2 separate regions of the Sus scrofa genome follow, and region 1 is linked to region 2. A link is a contact called in public promoter capture Hi-C data. All regions are on one chromosome and are shown on one strand. Each heading gives the region's core, a stretch centred on a gene start, on an enhancer-like site or on the middle of the called end of the contact. The rest is flanking DNA. Distances are from core to core; before and after follow the strand shown. Region 1 holds the start of PLA2G16 (phospholipase A2 group XVI). Region 2 holds the start of STIP1 (stress-induced-phosphoprotein 1).

The links. Promoter capture Hi-C pulls out the DNA fragments that hold promoters and counts their contacts.
Region 1: a contact with region 2 is called in a promoter capture Hi-C map of liver, with 4 times the contacts expected there. The contact joins the promoter of PLA2G16 here to the promoter of STIP1 in region 2. A contact is called at or near these places in 1 of 5 promoter capture datasets (liver) and 1 of 2 datasets of contacts at active chromatin or transcription factors (alveolar macrophages).

The regions. Positions count from the first base shown.
Region 1 is chr2:8,409,811-8,416,802 of Sscrofa11.1, forward strand. It overlaps PLA2G16 (phospholipase A2 group XVI), which reads left to right and starts at 3,581. Exons shown (of 5, transcript NM_001244514.1): 1 at 3,581-3,657; 2 at 4,146-4,223. The coding sequence starts at 4,209.
Region 2 is chr2:7,934,330-7,940,659 of Sscrofa11.1, forward strand. It overlaps STIP1 (stress-induced-phosphoprotein 1), which reads right to left and starts at 4,671. Exons shown (of 15, transcript XM_003353794.4): 1 at 4,363-4,671. It overlaps MACROD1 (MACRO domain containing 1), which reads left to right and starts at 4,796. Exons shown (of 11, transcript NM_001204770.1): 1 at 4,796-5,153. The coding sequence starts at 4,856.

The DNA of each region.
Region 1 (6,992 bases), core at 2,331-4,830, 470 kb after region 2:
TGGGGAGTGTTGCTTCCTCCATCAGCTTAAGCTGGGGAATGGGAAGGACCAGGGCGGGGGAAAGTGGTCACGTGTGTGGGTTGTGGGTGGGATATCAAGCAAACTACTTGCTGGTGCATTGACATTCTTGCCTTTGATTACCATAAACAATTTGCCAAAGAAAAAGTCCAACCTGAATTAGCTTAAAAAAAAAAAAGAATTGTACCTAGGAAAAAGTTTCTTGTAATTGGATGTCTAGAAATTAAAGTGACGTGAGGCATGAGAAGAACTCAAATGTCAGCATAGCTATAGTCTCCTGTGTACAGCGGCTGTGTGATTTACGCGTGCAGATGGATTTCCTCCATGCTGTGGGGGAGGGCAGGCTTGCATCATCCCCTTTAATGTCCCCAGAGGAAAGAGGCTTTTTTTTTTTTTTTTGAATTTTTTTTTTTTTTTGGTCTTTTGTCTTTTTGTTGTTGTTGTTGTTGTTGTTGTTGCTACTTCTTGGGCTGCTCCCGCGGCATATGGAGGTTCCCAGGCTAGGGGTTGAATCGGAGCTGTAGCCACCGGCCTACGCCAGAGCCACAGCAACATGGGATCCGAGCCGCGTCTGCAACCTACACCACAGCTCACGGCAACGCCGGATCGTTAACCCACTGAGCAAGGGCAGGGACCGAACCCGCAACCTCATGGTTCCTAGTCGGATTCGTTAACCACTGCGCCACGATGGGAACTCCGGAAAGAGGCTTTTTGACTCATTGCCTGTTTAAAAAATGTGTGTGTGATACATATGTATATATATATACACACACCTCCATCCCAGAGAAAGATTCTAACTGGTCTGCCTTGGGTCCTATGCTCCTTCCAGGGTGACTTGACTGTTGCCTAAGGGCTGAGGCATGATAATCAGCCAGATGTAGGTCACATGCGTCCTAGTCAGGGCGATGGGTTCCTGTGATCGTCAGCTCCACCACTATGTAGTCACCAGATGAAAGACTACTGGACACAAACCAATGTCCACTGCAGTTATCAGCTCCCCAGACTGGCCATTTAACAACACAGTGGAATGAGAGCCTGGAACACTGCAGGAATGTGCTTTGAAGGGGAAAGAGAGGTAGTTTTGCTTCCCATTTATGCAGAGGAAGCTCTTCAGGGCCTCTCAACAGGGGGTTTATTCTCTTCAGCAGGACTTGGGGTTCAGAGCTAGGCAATTTAGGAGGAAGTGATACTTCCCAAAACCCTGATTTTTCTGCTCAGAGCAAACGGAAAGAGGGTGTATTCACAAAGCCTGCCCAGAGTGGCCTGGATACACGTAAAAAGCCTGTGTTCAGTTGGCGATGGAGCACCTTTCCCCTTGGTTCCGGTTATGAGCTGCTGTTAGATGTCAGAAGCCCTTGTGTTACCATGAAACCCTTCTATGGATTCTGCTCCCTTAAATCGGTTTGCCTACCTTCTCCTCCCCTCTTCCCTCTCCTCGCCCTGGCCTTGCTTCTCGAATCTACCCCACCCGCTCAGAATCCCCACGGGGTCTCACACCTGCGACACAGCACATAGCCTTGGGCCATTTCCTCCCACTTGCTCACCTGTCCTTTCTTAGAGACAGCCCAACAATGGGGTCTCCCGGAGGAGCCATCCTCCTCCTCAAGGCAGAGACTTCATGATTTGGAGAGATTGCAAGTAATTAAAAATGTCTTCCATCCATCACAAGAAGAACAGAGCTCCATGGCTGTGGTTGCAGAAAAGCCTGGAGCCTTTGGAGGCAGATGGCAGATTGATCCCAGCTGTTTTGAATTTGGCTGTCCACCCGGGTCATGGCCATGGACTTGGAGTGGGGCTTAAGGACTGTCCTGCTGGTGACAGTGTCAGGATCGTGTGTAGCTTCTCAGTCCTAGGGCTTTTCTTTTCCTTTTTTCTTTTTTTTATGGCTGCACTGGGGCACATGGAAGTTCCTGGGCCAGGGCTTGGATCGCGGCTGCAGCTGGGGCCTATGCTACAGCCACCGCAACAGACACAATGTCAGGTCCTTAACCCGCTGAGCCACAGTGGGAGCTCCTCTGGGGAACTCCTCTTTTGAGAGCTGCATGAAAGGTAAAAATCACTTCCTTGACATCTTTGCCCCTCAGTGGGCTTTTTGTCTTGTTTTTCCCGGCAGAGCAACAGGGGAGAAAAAAAGTGAAGGCAGTGACATCTGGGCAATACTGGAAGAAGCGAGGCAGAAATCGGTCTTGTTTCCTCAGATCTGAACCTCTCCATCCTGGGTTCGGACTGCCTTCCAGATAGTAATTTGTTCAATATGCACATTTTGTTGGGTGAGTAGAAATGCACATAAAGCTCTGGTATTTATTTATATCGCCTCTGACTCTCCTTGCCAGGAATCTGGTGAGTAATGTGTGATGTTGATGAGCATGGGTCACTCCTGTTAACAACGGCTCAGGTGTCTTGAGTGAGGACTTACCCCAGGCCAGACATCAGCTCCCATGGTAGGGGCCTCCTTTCATCTGCTACTCTCCCTTTGGGGAGTGTATTTTTATATATTATCTCATGTGGCGTTCAATATTATCACCATTCCGTTTTACAGATGAACAGGAGCTCCCATTGTGGCTCAGGCGGCTTAAGAACCGGATACAGTGTCCACGAAGATTTGGGTTCAATCCCTGGCCTTGATCAGTGGGTTAAGGATCCGGCTTTGTCACAAGCTCCAGCATAGGTCACAGATGTGACTTGGATCCAGTGTCGCTGTGGCTGCAGCTCTGACTTGATCCCTAGCCTGGGACCTTCCCTATGCTGCAGGTGTGGCCTTAGAAAGACAAACAGATGAACCAACTGAGGCTCAGAGAGGGAAGGGTGCCCTGGACCCAGCAGCTTGCAAGTGACAGGGCCAGGATTTGGCCCACGGTCCCGATTCCTAGCTGGGTGCTGACAGGAAGTGGCAAGACTATAGAGATGAACAGGAGCTGCTTCTACTCTTGGGGAGTCACAGCCCAGTGCAGAGGAAAGGCCTGCGATGGGTCATTCATTCATTCATGAAATGCTTACTGTGTGCTGGGTTTGTGCCAGGGTTGGGGGATATCTGAAGGCTTAAGACTCGGTACTTTCTGTTTAGGCCCTTGCCTTTAAATAGCTTTAAAATGTAATATACAGAAGTCCCCGGGGATACCTTCAAAGCACCCTCCGCCCCCGCAGATGCCAAAACCGCGGGTAGGACGGAACCCTGCGGTAATCCCCCGCTTATCTGCGATTTCCTCTCCTGGTTTGTTATCCAACAGACCCCAGAAAAAACCTCCACATAACTTGGTTTTAAACCACAGTGTACGCGGCTAGAGTGGAGGAGATATTTGATTACAGTCCAGTGCGATGCGTATACCCTCTCTTGAATGCCGCGCGCGCCGCAGCGCGTGTGTAGAAGAGGCGAGGACGAGGTGGCCCTGAGCAGGGTCCCGGGGGCGCCTCCAGGCATGGAAGGCTGTGGGGAGACGGTCCGGGGGAACAGGAGGCATCCTGGCCTGACTGCCCCAGAAGCCGGAGCAGGCGGTCCCTGTCGCCGGGGCAGGGAGCTCATCGCGGCTGTAATTAGTCACACTGGGAGGAGCCGGGTGACCTCACGCTGGCCTGGACTCTGCGGCCATTTAACCGGTTTCCTTTTGCCGGGGAGGCCGCGCTGCTTCTCAAGTCCGCGAGGTGGGTGGAGGGCTGCATTCACGCATGTAAGGAAGGGTGAGACGCCTGGGGTGGCTCCCCGGGTGCCCGGGACTGTGTGGGGGATGGAGAAGTTGGGTGCGCCGCGAGTAAACAAGTTAGGGAGCAGCTGCGAGCAGCGGCCTCCCGGTACCCGCCCACCCGGACGGAGGGCGGGACGCGCCGGTCGCCCCACTGACTTTCTGGGACGCGGCGCACCTAGACAGGCGACACCGATCGCGCTCTCGACCCCTGCGCCGCCAGCCTCTCCTGCATCAGGTGAACCTCCCTGCCCCCTAAAAACGATTCATCCCTTCACGGCCAAGTGCAAGGGCAGGGAGAGGGCCCAGAAGGACTCAGCAGGGAGTGAGGCGGTTGTTCTCGGAGACCAACCGCGCAGGGTCTCCCTGCCAAAAGCCACAGTTCCCTGGGGTCTTGGAGGCGCTGTGTCCTCTTAATGACATAATGATTCCCTGCTCCCCTTGCCACAGGCATTTCTGCAGCTGATACAGTCAACTCCAGCCTGAAATAGAGGGCTCACATCGCCTGAGAAGATGCGCGCCCTGATTGTAAGTTTGGGGAAGGAGTGGGCGAGGGATGGGGGCCGTGTTTCTGTGGCGACTCATTGTCCCAAAGCCCGAGTCATCACTTCAGAGAGAGGGTCCTTGCGGATATGGGGCCACACCTCTGCTGGCCGCTGGGTATCAGGTGTCAGATGCGGGTCAGTGAGCGAATACTTGGGTGGGCAGGTTTGGAGGCCGGAAACAAGCCCCCAGAAAGGCAGGACCTATAGGAGCAGGGAAGCAGCAAGGGGAGACTTGCTCCACCAAGGTCCTGTGCTGCCTTCCTGAGTCAGATCAGAACCCCTGGACAGGGCCCCAGGGCTGCACCTGCTGCCCTGGCACCTGGGTCTGACCAGGCAGCCTTTTCTGGTCTCAGTGGATGCACCTCATGACTCACCCTGCCAGCAATTTCCAAACTCTCACTTTTCCTATTTCTAACCTGTGCTGGGATTCAGAAATCACAAAGGGGCTTAGCTGGTGCTTCCTTTCAACCTAGCAGGACCCGGATGCAGAGAGGTTCTGAGACTGACTTTTGAAGTAGACTGCCCTGGTAAATTGCCCTGGCATGGTGTTCTTGTGGCACCTGGATCAAGTTTCAAATCCACTCTGTTCTCCACAGGGAGAATGATATGACTGCACACTTAGGTAGTACTTGGACTTCCCGTGTGGCTCACAACATACATACTCACGAAGTACTCAGAACAGTACTTTGCAGGCATAGGTGCTCGGCTGTAATCCATTGGGATTATGATTATGATTTAATTCACGCAAAGGGCTTTCACACAGTGCCTGGCATTAGGGTGTGCCTGGCATTAGGGTGTGCCTGGCATATTTAATGCCTGGGGCAGTCATTTAAAAACATCCCTCTCCTTTGTCTAAAATGTTTGGCAATTATCATGAAATGAAGAGTATTAATGGCCAGGAAAGAAATACAGTAACGTTTCTTCTACTGAGCTTTGTATATAAAATCATGCCAGTGGGAAAAAATTAAAAAATGAAAAATAAAGTAAATGTTATAGAGAAAAGTGGAATGAGGTAGTGAATTAATCATTTTTGATTGCATGAATGCGTTTTTGAAGAAAAAAATGTATCAATTGGTCACAGTAGTGAATGTAGCATTACAGTTTCTGTCTTGAAACTTTCATTTCTAAAAAGCGGTCCTTGGCTTTGACAAAATTGATCATCTTTGCATTTTTTTTTGTTTTTTGCCATTTCTTGGGCTGCTCCCGTGGCATATGGAGGTTCCCAGGCTAGGGGTCAAATCGGACCTGTAGCCACCGGCCTACACCAGAGCCACAGCAACGCGGGATCCGAGTCGCGTCTGCAACCTACACCACAGCTCTCGGCAACGCCGGATTGTTAACCCACTGAGCAAGGCCAGGGATCGAACCCGCAACCTCATGGTTCCTAGTCGGATTCGTTAACCACTGCGCCACGACGGGAACTCCCCGTCTTTGCATATTTATGTTCAACATTCAGTAGAGCTAGATTTGTTGATCCCTCTTTGCTCACAGTTGACTGAAGAACACTTTTTTTTTAAAATTAATTTTAACTTCTCTCGCATGAAGCAACAGATATACAAATAGGAAAAGCCTTAAACATTGGGATACGTTTGTTAGAGATTCATAAAAATCCCGTTTAATCATGAATTCCAGAAATTGCAATACCATGTCTTTAAAAAAATGAATTCTTGTGGCCTTAAACAAATCTCCACATTTGAAACATTTTCACCAAAATGTTTCCACCATAAAATTCATAAGTTTGTATCTTATTCGGCAAAATTGTCCCAAGTTTTTCTTCTTCTGCAAAAAACAGAGAAAATGGCTGAATGGTGGTGAAGGTTGACGTTAGTTTAACTCCTTGCTTTAGAATGAGAGTCTAGTTCTTGGTGAAATTGATCCAGACTTTCAACCACTGTGCTTTTAATTTTGTCCAGTACTGGGAGAGCAAACTGTTTTGTCTTCTGTTTAAAAACAGGAAAATGGGAGTTCCCGTTGTGGCTCAGTGGTTAATGAATCTGACTAGGAACCATGAGGTTTTGGGTTCCATCCCTGACCTCGCTCAGTGGGTTAAGGATCAGGCGTGGCCGGGAGGTGTGGTTTAGGTCGCACATGCAGCTCGGATCCCGCATTGCTGTGGCTGTGGTGTGGGCTGGTGGCTACAGCTCCGATTCAACCCCTAGCCTGGGAATCCCCATGTGCCGAGGGAGCGGCCTAAGAAATGGCAAAAAGACAAAAAATAAAAATAAAAATAATAAAAACAGGAAAATGTAGGACCACAGGGGTTGACACCCCAGGGTGAAAGTTGAACTTGAACCCTTCTGAGCCATTTGGAACTTTCTGTTGGAACAGATGCATGGAGCTGAGTCTGTGTGTGTTGGGGGTTGAGTGTACAACTGAGTGGTCTCTGATTAAGCATCCATGTAGAAGACCAGGATTTTTAAAGAATAAGATGAATGTAAACCCGCTGTAATGGAAATAATACAAACTATCATAAAAAATTTAAAAAAATTAAAAAATAAAATCAAATAGCACAGATGCTGTGAAGAAAAAGAAAGAGAAATAAAGAATTAAAGAGGAAAAAAAAAGAGTAAGAGATGAAAATGTGCTAATATAAAGCTCACGTATATATTATTAAATCTCAGCAGGAACTGTGTCAATTAGGACTTAGACCAGTATCACTGATATTGTGTAAAAGTGTTGGCACATGGTGATAATAAATAGAGTGACTTTTGGTGTGGCTTATTATTATTTTAAAATTCTCTGTGGATAACTC
Region 2 (6,330 bases), core at 3,421-5,920:
CTAAAATCCGATGTTTTTTTTTTGTTTTTTGCTTTTTAGGGTCAACCTGCAGCATATGGAGGTTCCCAGGCTAGGGGTCAAATTGGAGCTACATCTGCCAGCTGATGCCACAGCTACATCAGATCCGAGCTGTGTTTGCAACCTACTTCACAGCTCAATAGCAACGCTATTCTTAACCCACTGAGCAAGGCCAAGGATTGAACTCGAAACCTCATGGTTCCTAGTCAGATTCAGTTCCGCACAGGAACTCCCCAAGTGTTTTAAGTTGATTTGTGATTTTAATGAGAGAGGGGGGAGACAGCCTACAGTGACGGCTTTAATAACACCTCTGATTTCTGTAGGCCTGCCCTTTGCGTTGGGATTTGGCAGCTCCTCCCAAAAGAAATGGAATCTCTTTTTCAATTCCTGCATTCTGGGCTGGCTTGTGACACGCACTGAATCCTGTGACTGTGTGAACTGTGCAACAGAACCTGTGATGCAGAGTGACTTCCAAGTTAGGCCTCAAGAGGCACTTTGCAGCCTCTGCTGTCACCCTCTTGGACTGGGGCCTTGAGGTCCGCAGGTTACAAAGATGTCCAGTCTGGCGTAGTGGAGGCCACGCGAAGCAGAACCAAAGGGTCTCGCTGACAGCCAGCACCAACTGCCCGTCACATGAGTGAGGTGGTCCAGGGCCCTCAGCCCCAGTCGGGTGGTCAGATGACTGGCCACAGGTGTGACCCAGACAAGACCAGCAGATGAATCTTCCAGCTCATCCCAGCCCAAACTGCTGATTCAGAGGCCTGGTTGTTATTTTAGGCTAGTACATTTTCGGTGGTTTATTAGGCAGCAGTAAATAACTGGGACAGTATAAAAAGACCTAAGTTCATAAGCAGCATTTGAGTATTTAGGAGAACTTATTTACTATATTTATAAGTTTAATCTACTTGTGTATGGGAATTAGTAATGATTATAAAAAAAATATGCTTGGCTTGGGAGGGGCTGGATAAGGTGGGAAATGAAGGGGTCTTCACCCCCTGTTCCCTCCCTGTTTGTAAAGAAAAATGAACAACAAAAAAAATATGCCTGTTAAATGTGTAAGTCTCTTCTGCTGAGAGTGTGAGGCGTTTGAGAGGACTAGTTATTTCCTTTTTTTTTTTGTCTTTTTAGGGCCACACCTGAGGCACATGGAAGTTCCCAGGCTAGGGGCTGAATTGGTGCTGTAGCTGCTGGTCTGCACTGCCGCTCATGACAATACCGGATCTTTGACCCACTGATCGAATGTGTGTGCTCACAGGTACTAGTCGGGTTTGCTACCCATGAGCCACGACGGGAACTCCCAGGACAAGTTATTTCAACTCTGTAGAATGCAGTTTAAAATCTATTAAAGAATTTAATTACCTAAGTTTGTAACTGGCGTTCATTTTTAGAATTTAATCTGTTGAACCTGTGAGTTAATTAAATATTCACCAAAGACTAAATGAAGGTAGTTGTTCTTATGTTTATACAAAAATCAGATTTATAAATAGAAAACTAGATTTGCAAGTTGCATTTGGATGTTTAAGAAAAACTAGTTTTTAAATTTATAATTTTAATAAATACAGTGTTAATTTAAACACAGGCAGTAGCAGCTAGCTTTTCTCTGTATGAAAGCCCCTCTCCAGCATTAAAAATCCTCAACAGATAACACCGGCTATTATGGCCCCACCTAAAATTCAGCATTCCATAGACTTTTCCACCATTTGGCTTCTGTGGGTCCCTTGGCCTGGAATGCTCCTGACACACACATTTTTGGTAGGCAAAATTTTACCTTTTCTAAAAGGTCCAGCTGAGAGAGTTCCCTTGTGGTGCAGCAGGTTAAGGATCTGGTGTTGTCATTTCTATGCCTTGGATTGCTTCTATGGTGTGGGTTCGATCCCTGGCCTGGGAACTTCCACAAGCCTCAGGTGAGGCCAAAAATATATAAGTAAATAAAAGGTTCAGGGCTGAAACTCTGTGAAGAGGTCCTGCCTTGCCAAGTCAGAACCATACCTCCCTGCCTAGACCCATCTGAGTGTGGGGCCCAGTCTCTCTTTAGACCAGAACTTGGTGGGCTATGGCTGGGGCCTTCTCCATCCTGACTGCTGTGTGAGAACAGAGCTAAATCCTGGCAAAAAGAAACGGGAGTTCCCATAGTGGCTCAGTGGAAACAAATCTAATATCCATGAGGACGTGGGTTCGATCTCTGGCATTAAGGATGGGATCTTTAAGTGGGTTAAGGATCTGGCATTGCCATGAGCTGTGGTGTCGGTTGCAGATGTGGTTTGGATCTGGCATGGCTGTGGCATAGCAGGCTGGCAGCTGCAGCTCTGATTAGCCCCCTAGCCTGGGAATGTCCATGTGCCGTGGATGTGGCCCTAAAAAGCAAAAAAAAAAAAAAAAGCATCCGGTGTTGGCACTGCTGTGGCTCTGGTTACAGCTGTGGTGTGGGTTTAGCCCCTGGCCTGGAAACTTCTGCATGCTGCAGGTGTGGCCAAAAAAAAAAAAAAAAAAAAGAAAGAAAAACAGACAAACCAACTCAGATGCCCAGGATGTCCAGGGTGATTCAATGGCCTAGCCTTGGGAGACGAATTTCAGACCATACAGAAGGCAGCCTCCTGATAGGCACTGAGAGTTTCTACTGCCGGGTTCCCTGCTTCTCCTTGTCCTCCTCCCTAGACTTTGCCAGGAAGGGTGTAGTAAGTAGAATAACGACCCCCAAAGATGTCTGCATCCTAATCCCCGGAGCCTGTAAATATGCTGCCTTACGGGCAAAAGGGAGTTAAGGGCATAGATGGCATTAAGGTTGCTAATCAGCGGAGTTTAAGTGGGGAGATGATCCTGGATTATCCTGGTGAATTCACCGTAATCGCACAGGTCCTTGAAAAATGCAAGAGGGAAGCAGAAGCAAGTCAGAGGGAAAAGCCACTAGGGAAGACTGGTCTGAGTTATGCGACACTGCTGGCTTTGAAGATGGAGGAAGAGGGCCGAGAGTCGAAGAAGGGGGGTGGTCTCTGGAAGCTGGTGCTGACACCGTGATTTTAGCTCAGTGAGACTCAGCTCAGACTTCTAACCTACAGAACTTTAGGAAAATGAATTTTGTTTGTTCTTTAAGCTGCTAAATTTATGATAATTTGTTATAGCAACAATAGGAAACTCAAACACAGGGTCACCCACATGCTTCATTGCCTGAATCAGTTACATCTGCCTAATGACTTTCCAGACCACAGATGGGAACCAAACAACCTTGAGCTCAGCCTGGGCTCTGACCCTCAAAGGCCGTGTTGGCCTTGAGCCAGTCCTGGCTTCTTATCTGTGCTCTGGGGCAGTGCTGCCTCGCCAGGAACACATATTGAGTTAAGAAAGGGAGAGCAAATGGTTGTAGAGGGCTTATCTTGGCAAGGGCTGGTACCTCGTACCCTGTGGGTGGTTGCTGTCCTGGATGCAGTTGGCAAGGCCCTTCTTACACGGCTGAGTTACTGGAGAAGCAACAAGTGGCTTCCTGTCCCCTGGTTTATGATGGTCCCTCTCTACCCTCCCTCCCAGGGCTGATCACTGTCTACCTCCCGGTCTACAGGTCTGCTGCTGATCCTTTCTTGGGAACCATGGTGACGTCAGCTGCATCCACAGGGGGCTGTTCTGTGATCCTCCCTGCAGTCCTGTCCAGGGTTCCTGCTACACAGCACCAGAGAGGCCAGGTACACAGAAGCAGGTCTGCAACCAGCTAGACCTGAACTATGTCTTCCTCCTAATTTTTTTTTTTTAATTGTCTTTATAAGGCTGCACCAGAGGCATATGGAGGTTCCTGGGTTAGGGGTCGAATCGGAGCTGTAGCTGCCGGCCTACACACAGCAACGCTGGATCCTTAACCCACTGAGCAAGGCCAGGGATGGAACCTGCGTTCTCATGGATACTAGTTAGATTCGTTTCCGCTGAGCCACATCAGGAAATCCTTCCTCCTAATTTACAGCCCAAGAAGCAAGTCACAAGGGTAAGAGTGAGCAGAGCTGGTACTAAAACCTTCTCTGGAACCCTGGCTCCTTGTCCCAGGTTTTAAAAATATGCACTATTATATTTATCCAATAATAAAATGGTATAGAAAGACAATGTATTTTAAAAATCTACCTTTACAGTCCTTGTAAGAAATTAGGAAAAATATGAAGAAAAAAATCATCCCAATTCTTCCACCCAAGAACGCTCTTGGAGCTCTAGTTTTTTGCCTTCAAATTCCAAGATTTCCAGCTTTGCCTCCTCAGCTGCTCTAGCTTTGGTTCCAGCCGCGGCCCCGCGCGGCCCCGCGCATCTCTGCCCCTGGGGCTAAGAGGCAGCCGCTCAGCGGCCTGGGGAAAGTTGCCCAACCGGACATACCTGTTCGTGCCACTCGTCACCTTCCCAGGGCCGCTTGGGACCCGCGGCTCTCAGGAACTGGGGACAGGGTGGGGCCGCTTGACCCCTGGGGAGCTGCGCTCGGCTCTGTACCGAGGGGCGGAGGGGGGCCGGGGTCGCGCGCGGGAGGCGCCTCGGCCCAGGAAGTTGGCGGTGGCTGGGCCAATCCCGAAAGAGCGCACGGCTGCCGGCGACCCTCCGAGAGCAGGGCTTGCGTGCGGCTCGACCCACGCAGGCCCAGGCGGGGCGCGCACGTGTGTATAGGAGTGTGCGGGCCCCTCCGGCGGCCGGGACTACAAGTTCCAGGGTGCCCAGCGGCGCGCCCGGGTTTTCTGGCCGCGCGGCTCGCTGGCTCCCGAGCAGGTCGCCGCGGGCTGGCACGAGCCACCCGGTCCCCGTGTAAATAAGGGAGAGACTCTCCTAGCACCGTAAATAGAGTCCAAGTGGGCGGGGAGCCGCCCTGCGCCGCCCGCTCATGTCTCTGCAGAGCCGAGTGTCCGGCCGCCTGGCACAGCTGCGCGCGGCGGGGCAGCTGCTCGGCGCCCCGCGCCCCTGGCCCGGCCCCTCAGCGGGTGCCACGCGGACCCGCAGCAGTGCGTGCGGTCCCCCGGCGTCCCTGGGCGCGTACGACTCCGGCGCGCGGACCCCAGCGGGAGTTGGGGCTGGGGGGGCGGCAGCAGTGGGGCGGAGAGCCGGGGTGCGCACCTGGGCCCCCCTGGCCATGGCGGCGAAGGTGGACCTGAGCACCTCCACCGACTGGAAGGAGGCAAAATGTAAGTGTAAGCAGGAGGGGGGCGAGGGCCGAGGGCAGCCCTACTTGGGCCTTCACCGGCTGGACGGCACCCCACCAGCAGCCTCGTCCACCCCAGAGACCTGGGGAAGTTAAGACCCCCTGTCCCCTGGTAGGGACACCCCCCCTTCACAGCCACGCCCCCCATGTGCCCAGTGCCTTGAACCACCTAGCACCAGACCAGGTCTAGGTCCCCAGTCGAGGGGTGTGTGAGGAGGGTGGCCTCCCCTCGCTGGGATGGGTCACACGGCACCTGCGGAGATCATCGAGGGCCTGCTGCCTACTCTGTTGTGCAGAAGGGAAACTGAGGCTCAGTGCCTGAACCCAGGAGCCCAAGGTCACTCGGAGTTTGCTTCAGATCTGAAAGAAGGCTCTGAACTCCCCAGGCTTTGCAAAGTACGGTTTCTCAAGTGATGGCATTTTAGGCAGAGTGGCAGGGAATGGGCAGAGGGAACAGCTCTGGGGCTGGTGTCCCACCTGGTGGGATCAGATGGCCAAGAGGAGGGGCCTCTCTGTGCAGGCGGGATCCCCCCCATCGCTACCCTGGGAGCCTGCCTCTCTGGGCACGTGGTCTGGTGCCCTTTTGCCCTTATCGCTGGCCTCTGGCCACTTGTGAGCAGTTTCTGTCTCATTCCTGGGGAGCACAGGGCAGAGGAGCTGGAGGGCATGGCAGAGATAGTGCATTTTGTCTGAGAACAGTGACACCCCCTCCCGCCCACCCCCAGGAATCAAGCCATTTCCTCCTGCTCAGGGGCAGGGCATGAGTCCTGGTGGGCATGAGGCCCAGGGCTGGACTCTGGGCCTGGACCGAACAGGGAAGGCAAAGCAACCTGACCTGCGGAGCCGCAAATAGCCCCAGCTGCCCCTGCCCTTCAGGGCCTGCTCCCTGGGCTCTTGTGACCATTCCCGGCTGGATCCCCTTTCAAAAGGGCAGGGACGGCAGCTCATTGGCTGGGCCCATGTGGTGGAGTGGGTTTCAGCCAATGGGGCTGGGAAGGCAGGCCTGGGGCGGGGTGTGGTTGGGGGCCAGCAGACGGCGTCCTCTCGGGATTGGAGGTGGAGTTCAAGATGACTTGCCCCTGTCAGGAACTGCGGCACCCTCCCGGGGATCTTAAAGCGCCGGCAGGAGGCACTTGACTTTGCTCTTGGAGCGCAAGGAG